2 separate regions of the Gossypium arboreum genome follow, and region 2 is linked to region 1. A link is a contact called in public Hi-C data. All regions are on one chromosome and are shown on one strand. Each heading gives the region's core, a stretch centred on a gene start, on an enhancer-like site or on the middle of the called end of the contact. The rest is flanking DNA. Distances are from core to core; before and after follow the strand shown. Region 1 holds the start of LOC108483452 (kinesin-like protein KIN-4A). Region 2 overlaps LOC108481487.

Region 1 (4,238 bases), core at 461-2,960:
CCAACAAATCTCGCACTTCTTCTTTCAGGATCTTTACATCAAAATTAGATAAAAATTATGCATGTCAGGTCTAAAAAGTAGGAAGAGCTAGTCAAGCCAGTTGTGATACTTAAAATGATGCAAAGAGTTCTCGATCACATAAACCAGAAGATATATTCATAAAATGGATATCTGATACACGAAGGGCGAAGCTTTTACAACAACAGGTATTACAGCAAAGTAGAACAAACAAAATGAAATGTTTGGTTCTTTAACAAACCTCAATGAAGGACACATGCAATTGAAATTCGATTTGATGTTTTAGATTTTCAATCTTGCTGAACAAAGCATTCATTACTTGAGGAATGATTCCTGTTTGAGAGCCACCTTTGAAGCCTGTGCCCATAGTATATGTTTTACCTGATCCAGTCTGAAATAATTTTTCAAACTTCAATTGGAAGGAAAATAAAAACAGCAATATTTAGGTGTGTGGTGTGAAAGATTCAGCTGTACCTGACCATAAGCAAGAACAGTAGCATTATATCCTTGGAATAAGCCATCAACAAGTGGCACAATGCATTCCTCAAACATCCAAGAAGGAGAACTGGTGCTCCCATACACATGATCAAATGTAAAGGAATGTGTACCAATTTGTACCTGCAGCATAGCAAAATATTCATTAGTTAATTTTGATTGATCAATTATTCAAGCATCCAAAAGATCCAGATCTCCAAATACTTCAAATTAAACCCAAAATCATCCATTTGAAAGCACTTAAAAGAATTAAGGCCTGCATTCTAGTAAGTGACAGTACCTGAGGCTTTCCTGGGATGACAGTAACGCAGTCTTTACAACCTTGAACCTTCTCATCACCGATAAGTGGTCTTACATGAACCGCAACCTTAACACAACATTCCTCTGAACCTCCACCAACTTCCATACGAAACAGCTAAAAGAAAATTCCACAAAAAGAGAGAAGAAGAAAACCCCAAAAAGTAAAATATTTTTTTTCTTCTTTTCCTTGTAAAAAAACCCTTCTCATGGAAAATGGGTTGCTGCTGTTGTTGTTGGGAAATGTAAGAAAAAATAGAAAAGGAACTGTAAAAGAGGGAAGGGTAGTTGAGGAATTAGAGGGAATGTGATAGCATAACCATAGAAGTATACAAAGCAGAAAGTTTAACTGCAGTGATAACAACAACTACTGTCATTTTCCTTAGCCTTCACATAAAAAATCGTCATGTAAAAGAAAAAGGAAAAGAACTTTCGTAACACTCTTTCCCTTTTTATCCTACTTTTTTGCTTACTGCAAATCTCAGTTTCCCATGTTCCTCTGTTTCTTATTATGACCTTCATGGAGTTTCGTTTTTGTCCTTGTCTTTACAGTTCTACCCCTTTTAGCTCCATTTTTTTCTGGGTTTTGGTTAAAATTTAAAAATTAAAAAAAAAAAAGAAAAGAAAGATAAGTGCTCCTAAAACCACGTATTATGAGGATGAAAATTTTATCATTGTGCTCAGGATATGGTCGATAAACAGGGATGACCACGCCATTATCCTCTGTGGTAAGAGTATTATTTTATAAACGTTCGATATTAAGTAATTCCACTCCCCCACCACCAATTATCAAGAATAAAAAACCACAGCACATAAGCCGCATGATTTGGAATCATATATAGCATTTCTAAAAGTCAAAACCACTTTGTTATTTGTATCCTACATTTTTTTTTTTATCATTCTCTGTTCTATGTAGAAGTTACTTGTTCAATTTTTATATTTTTTATTCAATTATAATTGTTAAATTTATTAAGTAAAATTATACTATTTTTAAAATTTGATGTACTTATTAAAAATTTAGTTATTAAAATTTAAAATTCAGAAAATATAAGAATTTGAAATGATCTAATTTGAATAAATAGACTAAACTTACACATGTAGGCGACTAGTAAACAAATTTAATTACTATCGTTAGGAATTAAAATTATGGACTGATTCAAACTAAAATGAATCAAATAAAAATGTAAAAACTAAATTCATAATTTTTATAAAGTAGAAAGACTAATAACAAAATTTAACTTATCTTTTTCTTACTAGATTCTTTTTTCCTATAATTTTAATTTTTAAAAGATGATGTTCTAATATTACTTCCCCAATAGTTTAAAAATGTATATGAAATCAAACAAGTTCTGAAAAAAAAAAAATCAATGAAGCAAGCAATACATATTCATTTGTGACCACAGACCTCTATTATATGTTCTAATAAATTAAAGAAATAAAATTGACGAAAAGCTAACCCAGGAAAGAAGAAATGGCAAAAGAAGAGAAAAAGAACCCAGAAATGGGCTTTATGTAATCTTTTTGACTGATTCTGTGGCAGTAAATTAAATTCGTGTTTTTTGGCTTTCCTTTTGTTGTGATGTGTGGATTAAAGTTGGATGGTAGTGTAATTAATTAAATTCCATATTTGGAGCAACTAAATTGCACCATCAAAAAGTTAAGAGAGTTAATCACATTCAATTTTTTGCGATTTAATGATAAAATCGATGCTTCCAATACTCTTGTAAAAAATGCAATTTGAAAAAGAAGGCACCATTAATTTTATTATTTTTATGGTAAGTATTTATTTGAAATATTTATTTTATTATATCCTTATATAACAACTTATCAACCTAAATTTAAAAACTGTATCAAGTATTTTCACAGAATTCATACAATTAAATTTAAATTATATTTAGACATGTGGATTCTGAGTTCCATTTTTCTTATATAAAAATGCTAAATTGGGTTTATATCCTTATGCACTTTTAATTTCAAATTAAAAGCCTCTTTAGGTTACCTAAACTTTGGATACTTTTTTCTTAACACCATTCACCTTATGATATGAGATCAACCAATGATTTGTTTTCAAGCCTCCCATTATTGTTAGTTTTAGGTTGGATCTTATTAAATTATTCTGATGGCATCTTGATATTCATTTTTTTCGTAAATTATTTTAAATTTATCGTTTTTTAATATTTAATATATGCATATAAAAATTACCAGCAAATAAATGACTTCAAAAGATTTTCAAATATAAAATAATTATCAATCTAATATACGTATAAATAGCTTCATCAACTCTCTTTAATTCACACATATTCAAAAGTTAAAAATTTTATGGAAAATTTTATTTAAATATTTTTTATAAAAATAATCAATAATTTAAAACGATTATGTAATTTTAGGGCCTAAAGAATAACGAACAAGTTGATTGAGTGTGTAACACGACATTTTAGGTCGATAAGTCAACGGACTGCTCCAGATGTTGCAACATTTAGAGAGGATGCCGCGGCAATGAAATTTGAATCAAAAGGGGGAACATACAGCCACTGATGTTGCAACAACCACCACTCAATATCATGACACCCAACTTCAAATAAAGAAGGGGAGCATTCCGCGTGCAATGTTGCGACACCAATCTGACGAAACCCAAAATTATTGTATGGGTGTTTTTGTTCGCACAGTCTTAAATAACTTGTAACTCAAACTTTATTTGACCTAGTTAGGTCATAATACATGTAATCTATAAATAATAGCTCAAAACAACATATTACAGGGGTTTAAAAAGTTTTTCACACATCTGATTTAGGTTTTCAATTTTTTTTTTTATGTTTGCTTAGTCGGAAGATTTCTATTCCAAAGTTAGACAATTGCGAGTAGAGATTGTTCTAGATACAGGCTTTTCCATTAATAAATGCATAAGTATTATCTTCCCTATTCTTTTTATTTGCATCTCTTTCATTACTTAAGTTAATTGAATGTTTGTGTAAACAATATAATAAACTTGCGCTTTTAGCAATGAAAATAATGTTTCATTAATATGGTTATCTACAAAGCTTCATTTTTAGCAATAGAAATAATGTTTCATCAATATCATCCAAATGCTAGTTACTTAAATCTTGATTTAAATAAACAAATAAATTCATATATCAAATTAAATATATATCATAAAAAGAAAGAATACTTTTTGTACTAAAAATTTCACTCGCAAATTGAATAGAATGAGTTAAATTTCAATTCTCCGAACTTATTATTTATTTATAATGCACTGATAGGTGCATAAGTGACTCTTTAAAATGACATCACTTTTCAAGTTTCACATTGTGGTTTCAAAAGATCATTTCAACCCAACCTTTCTGAAAGTAACTATTAGATTCAATAACACAACTTTTTAGCTTAGGAAGGTTTTCCCAAATGGTCATAATCCTTCTATTGGATAGAAGCAT
Region 2 (4,388 bases), core at 719-3,218, 380 kb after region 1:
TCGGAATTCAACCTCTCTTTTCCCTGCACATTTGCACCTACTTTCCTTTACACGACATGACCATTTTCTCACCCATGCGATCATGTTCTACATGTCCCTTTCTTTCTTATATACCCTACTATCTTTCTCGATATCAAGAACGGATTAGAGGCGTTATAGTAAATTTCATTTTGTATAGTTAATTGCATGACCTAATCACCCATCTAAATCTCTAGTTGGTAATATATTTCAATCTGAACAATTGCTGCATGCCCTCATTTTTGCTTTTATTTTGTCATGGTCTAAAGCAGTAACACAAACAGTTTCTCACTCCATCCTCTTCTATCAATTTCCCAAGCTGAAAAGATTTCCAAGAAAGACGATATACTAAGTGCTTAGAAATGTGAAATCTTTGGCTAAAGTGGGAGAAGATGACCCTTTTTCCCCTTCTTTAATATTTCAGTTTTCTCTTTGTGGTTAAAATTGATGAGCACAAAATTAAAAATATTTCCTAGTATAAACACACCAACTTGAATGTTTATTATATTATTGATTTTGTAGTTTTAAATATATATATTTTTTATTATGATAAAGATTTATCACATTTTAAATAAAAATTATAATTTTATTAAAATCTTTGTTTAATTAAATTTATTAAATGAATTTAGATTTTGTCAATAAAAACATTATTGAATGAATTAATATCATAATACATAAAACGGTTAAAATTTATATTGAATTATATTATATTTAAAGTATTATTTTTATTAACTATGCAAGAATTACATTATTTTAGTTTTAAATATCATATGTTATATAATTTATATTGTATATAATACATTTATATAATATAAGCTAATATATTATATTATGTATATATTATCTACGAATTAATATAGTTATATTTATTATTAAAAATATAAAAATGACGAGTAGGGAGTATTAATTTACAATATGTCAAAAATCTTGTCCTATAAAAATACTTTAAAATGATTAAGAATTATTTTATTATTATAATATTTTGAATACCAAATTAATTGATATATTTTAATTATGCTTACTAATTAATATTTTAAATAATGTTACTTTGCATTACTTACTTAAAGTAAAAATATTTAGTTTAAATCACAAAATTTAAACGCATAAAATCACGTGTAATGTACATGTTAAGGTAATCATGGGTTAAGTTAGGCCATGCTAAAATTTGATTTTAAAAGGAATTTTAAGCTTGAGTCCAAGCTCGCCTAACTTAACCCAACCAATGATCTATTTTATTGTTTAAGAAATATGTTACGAATGATTTTATATTAACATTAATTAAAGTTAAATGATAATGATCTTAAAGTTATTTAATTTTATTTTAGATCGGATCAAGTTGGCCTGTCGTTAAGAAATTTTTACCCAAATTTAATTTAAGGTAAATTAGATAATCAAGCCGGATAAATCACTGATTCTTGAATATATCTAAATGTATGATACTAGAATTATAGTTCTTTTAAATACATAAAAATTTATTGAATTATGGCACACATGTGACTGAAATAATTATATAAAAATATTTTATAAAAATCAAATGAGATTTTGATTCAAATGACAAAGCTTTGAAGATTTTAATATCATATGTTCAAATCTTATATCATCATTTATTTTAGATTTAAATTGTCTTTTTATAATTTTAATAAAAATACAAAATAAAAACCCTCGACTTCTTAAATAATTTTTTAGACATTTTCCAACTCACTTATTGTGGGATCAACTCATGAGATTAATTGAATCGGAAGTAAATGCTATGGTTTGAATTTTATTTTGATATATTTATTATTCTCAATATATTAGGGTATGGTAGTTAGGGTTTGTAAAGCAACAGTATGTTTTACTTTTAGTTAAATAAAGTGAAATGAGGTATGATATAACTTTACTTTTTTTATGATGATGGAATGTGGTCCATAGACACGTGCAAATGATGCCATTGTCTTTCTAATCATGCCTTCCCACCGTTTCTTCCACTGTGTGGGATCCACTCCAGTTATCTATATCCGACTATCCCTTCTATTCTATACCTTTCATCTACGTACACATTCATTTTTCAGTTTTAATAATAATATCTTAATAAATATTTTTAATTCAAAGTAATTTTTTTTGTAATCACAATTTTTCATATCGGTTTTAAAGTTTAAAATTAATTCTATTGAAATCGGAAGTGATATTGAAATAAATTTCTTTTAATAATGAAATTATAATATATTCAACTTTTGTATTTAACCCCAACATTGTCCATTAATACTTATATTCACACACTTCTCTTCTTTTACATGAAACACACAAATGTAAATAAAATAATTGATGATGGTGTATTTTTCATAATATAAATACTATATTTTATTATATTTATTATGCGAGTGAACGAAAATATTTTATATTAAAAATATATTTATATAAATATATCAGTTAATAGTTAGTAGTGGAGTGAAAATGTTTTTAATATAAATTGTTGATCCTTTGTTCAATTCTTAAATGTTCTTTTAGTTATTTTATTTAAAAATTATATAAAAATATAAAAGATGAAAATATCTTTAAAATAATATTAATTACCTTTTAAAATTAAAATATTTTAATAATTTCACATATGAATTTATGTTAAGTTAACTTATGCCAATAACTTAATTAACCACTTTATTTATAGTATATATGTATATATTTAAAATGATATTTTTATATAAATTTTGAAATAGTTTATATTTTCATATTAAGCTGTTGTTGTTTGTGATATTAAAAAATCTCAATTTTATGAATTTCTAGAACGAAAACAAAACAAAACTGATACACACCCTTATTTTTCATTAGCTAAGGAAGAAAGAAGTTTGTAATTATTAGAAACATTCCACCCATTTGATAAATTTTGACTGTCCATTCATAGGACAGCAAGTGTCCTAAATTCTGATCAAGTATTTGCACAAAATATGATTTTCCAAAATAAAATATTTTTTCATGAACATACATGCATGTAATTTAATGATTGGGTCAACCCAACCCTTATTCTCTGAAAGTGGAATAAGACAATGGGATTTTAAGTTCAGTTTTGATGAGCTGCAATTTTTCTGGTCTTTGTTCGGTGGTTTTTGGTCCAATTCTAGGACACCTCATTCGTTTCTGCTTTCGTTGAATCATTGCCCAGCTTTTGTTTTTCACACCGCAAAGGTAAAACTACCATAGAGTAACTTTTTCTATTAAAAAAATAAACAAATTTAATTTATGCACGTTAAGATAAAAAGTAAATTAATTATTTAATTAAAATTTTATTTATTTATACTATTAAAAATTAATATGGCTGATAAAATATCAAGACAAGAATACTTTTGTGTGTCATGTGTATCTCATATTAATATACAATGACTAATTTTTAACAATATAAATGAATGAAAATTTTAATATACAATGACTAATTTTAACAAAAAAATAAATGAAAAATTTTAACAGAAAGATTAACTTACTCTTTAATCTAATAAAAGCGATTAATTTATTTATTTTTAATAGAGAAATCAAAATATAATTTAACTCCTAATACAAAAATATTTATAATACTTTTACCCCTCATTTCATTGTTAGCGATAATCCCAATTTTTTTGAAAAAATCTTAAATAAGTTTAAGTTATGTTTTTGGTTTTGGTTTTGGTTTTCTCAAATTAAAACTATTTTTGTATAAAAAATCTCATTTTATGTTTAAACATAAACACAATCATAGCGCGAACAAACTCTAACTTGAACTTTGTTTACCTATACCAATTAATTATTCTACAATTAAATTTAAATAAAACTTTTATTATTAAACAATAACCTGAATCGAGATAAAATTTGTATTAATGACATGCAGACAAAATACAACTGTGATTTTACAATCATGCGCATATTTCTTGTTTCCATCTTTCATTATCATTTGTTTAGGAATATATTATTATATATTTCACTAATTAACTAAAATTAATACTACAAATTATTGCTGTAAAATTGTCGTATTCAACATGTTCATCATGAATCTAATTTCGCGCATATCTTTTACGATTTTAATTACATAATAATGATAATTTAAAATAAACATTTTTTATCAAAATTAATATGTTTAATATTAATTATAATAATTAATTCTCTCTTCATGATATTTTTAAATAGGTAAATAGTTGAACATGAAATATGCTTCATTTCCGTTATATTTCATGATTGAAAATCAAACCCTTAACCTTATAATTAAAAGATAAAGGAAACAACTACTACACCATACCTCATAATTTAAAATAAATATTTAATATTTAATTGATTAATAATTAATTACAATGCAACACTTCATTAATCAAACAAATAGGAACTTTTCATGGGTAAATTAAAATGTTTTAATAGGCTTAAACATAAATACA

The links. Hi-C and Micro-C count contacts between places; a contact is called where the count stands out from the background.
Region 2: a Hi-C map of leaf shows a contact between it and region 1, with 2.9 times the contacts expected there. The contact joins the enhancer-like site here to the promoter of LOC108483452 in region 1. A contact is called at or near these places in 2 of 5 Hi-C or Micro-C datasets (both in leaf).

The regions. Positions count from the first base shown.
Region 1 is chr1:79,086,037-79,090,274 of ASM2569848v2, forward strand. It overlaps LOC108483452 (kinesin-like protein KIN-4A), which reads right to left and starts at 1,711. Exons shown (of 26, transcript XM_053029186.1): 1 at 794-1,711; 2 at 498-636; 3 at 260-409; 4 at 1-31. The coding sequence starts at 849.
Region 2 is chr1:79,468,528-79,472,915 of ASM2569848v2, forward strand. The region is part of intron 2 of LOC108481487; the gene reads right to left. Among protein-coding and RNA genes, the nearest start is that of LOC108481487, 14 kb to the right of the region's middle. Within about 2 kb of position 1,969, at least 1 of the 2 cell types and tissues checked has an H3K27ac peak or open chromatin away from gene starts, as enhancers often do. A contact at or near this core is called in leaf, where this site is marked.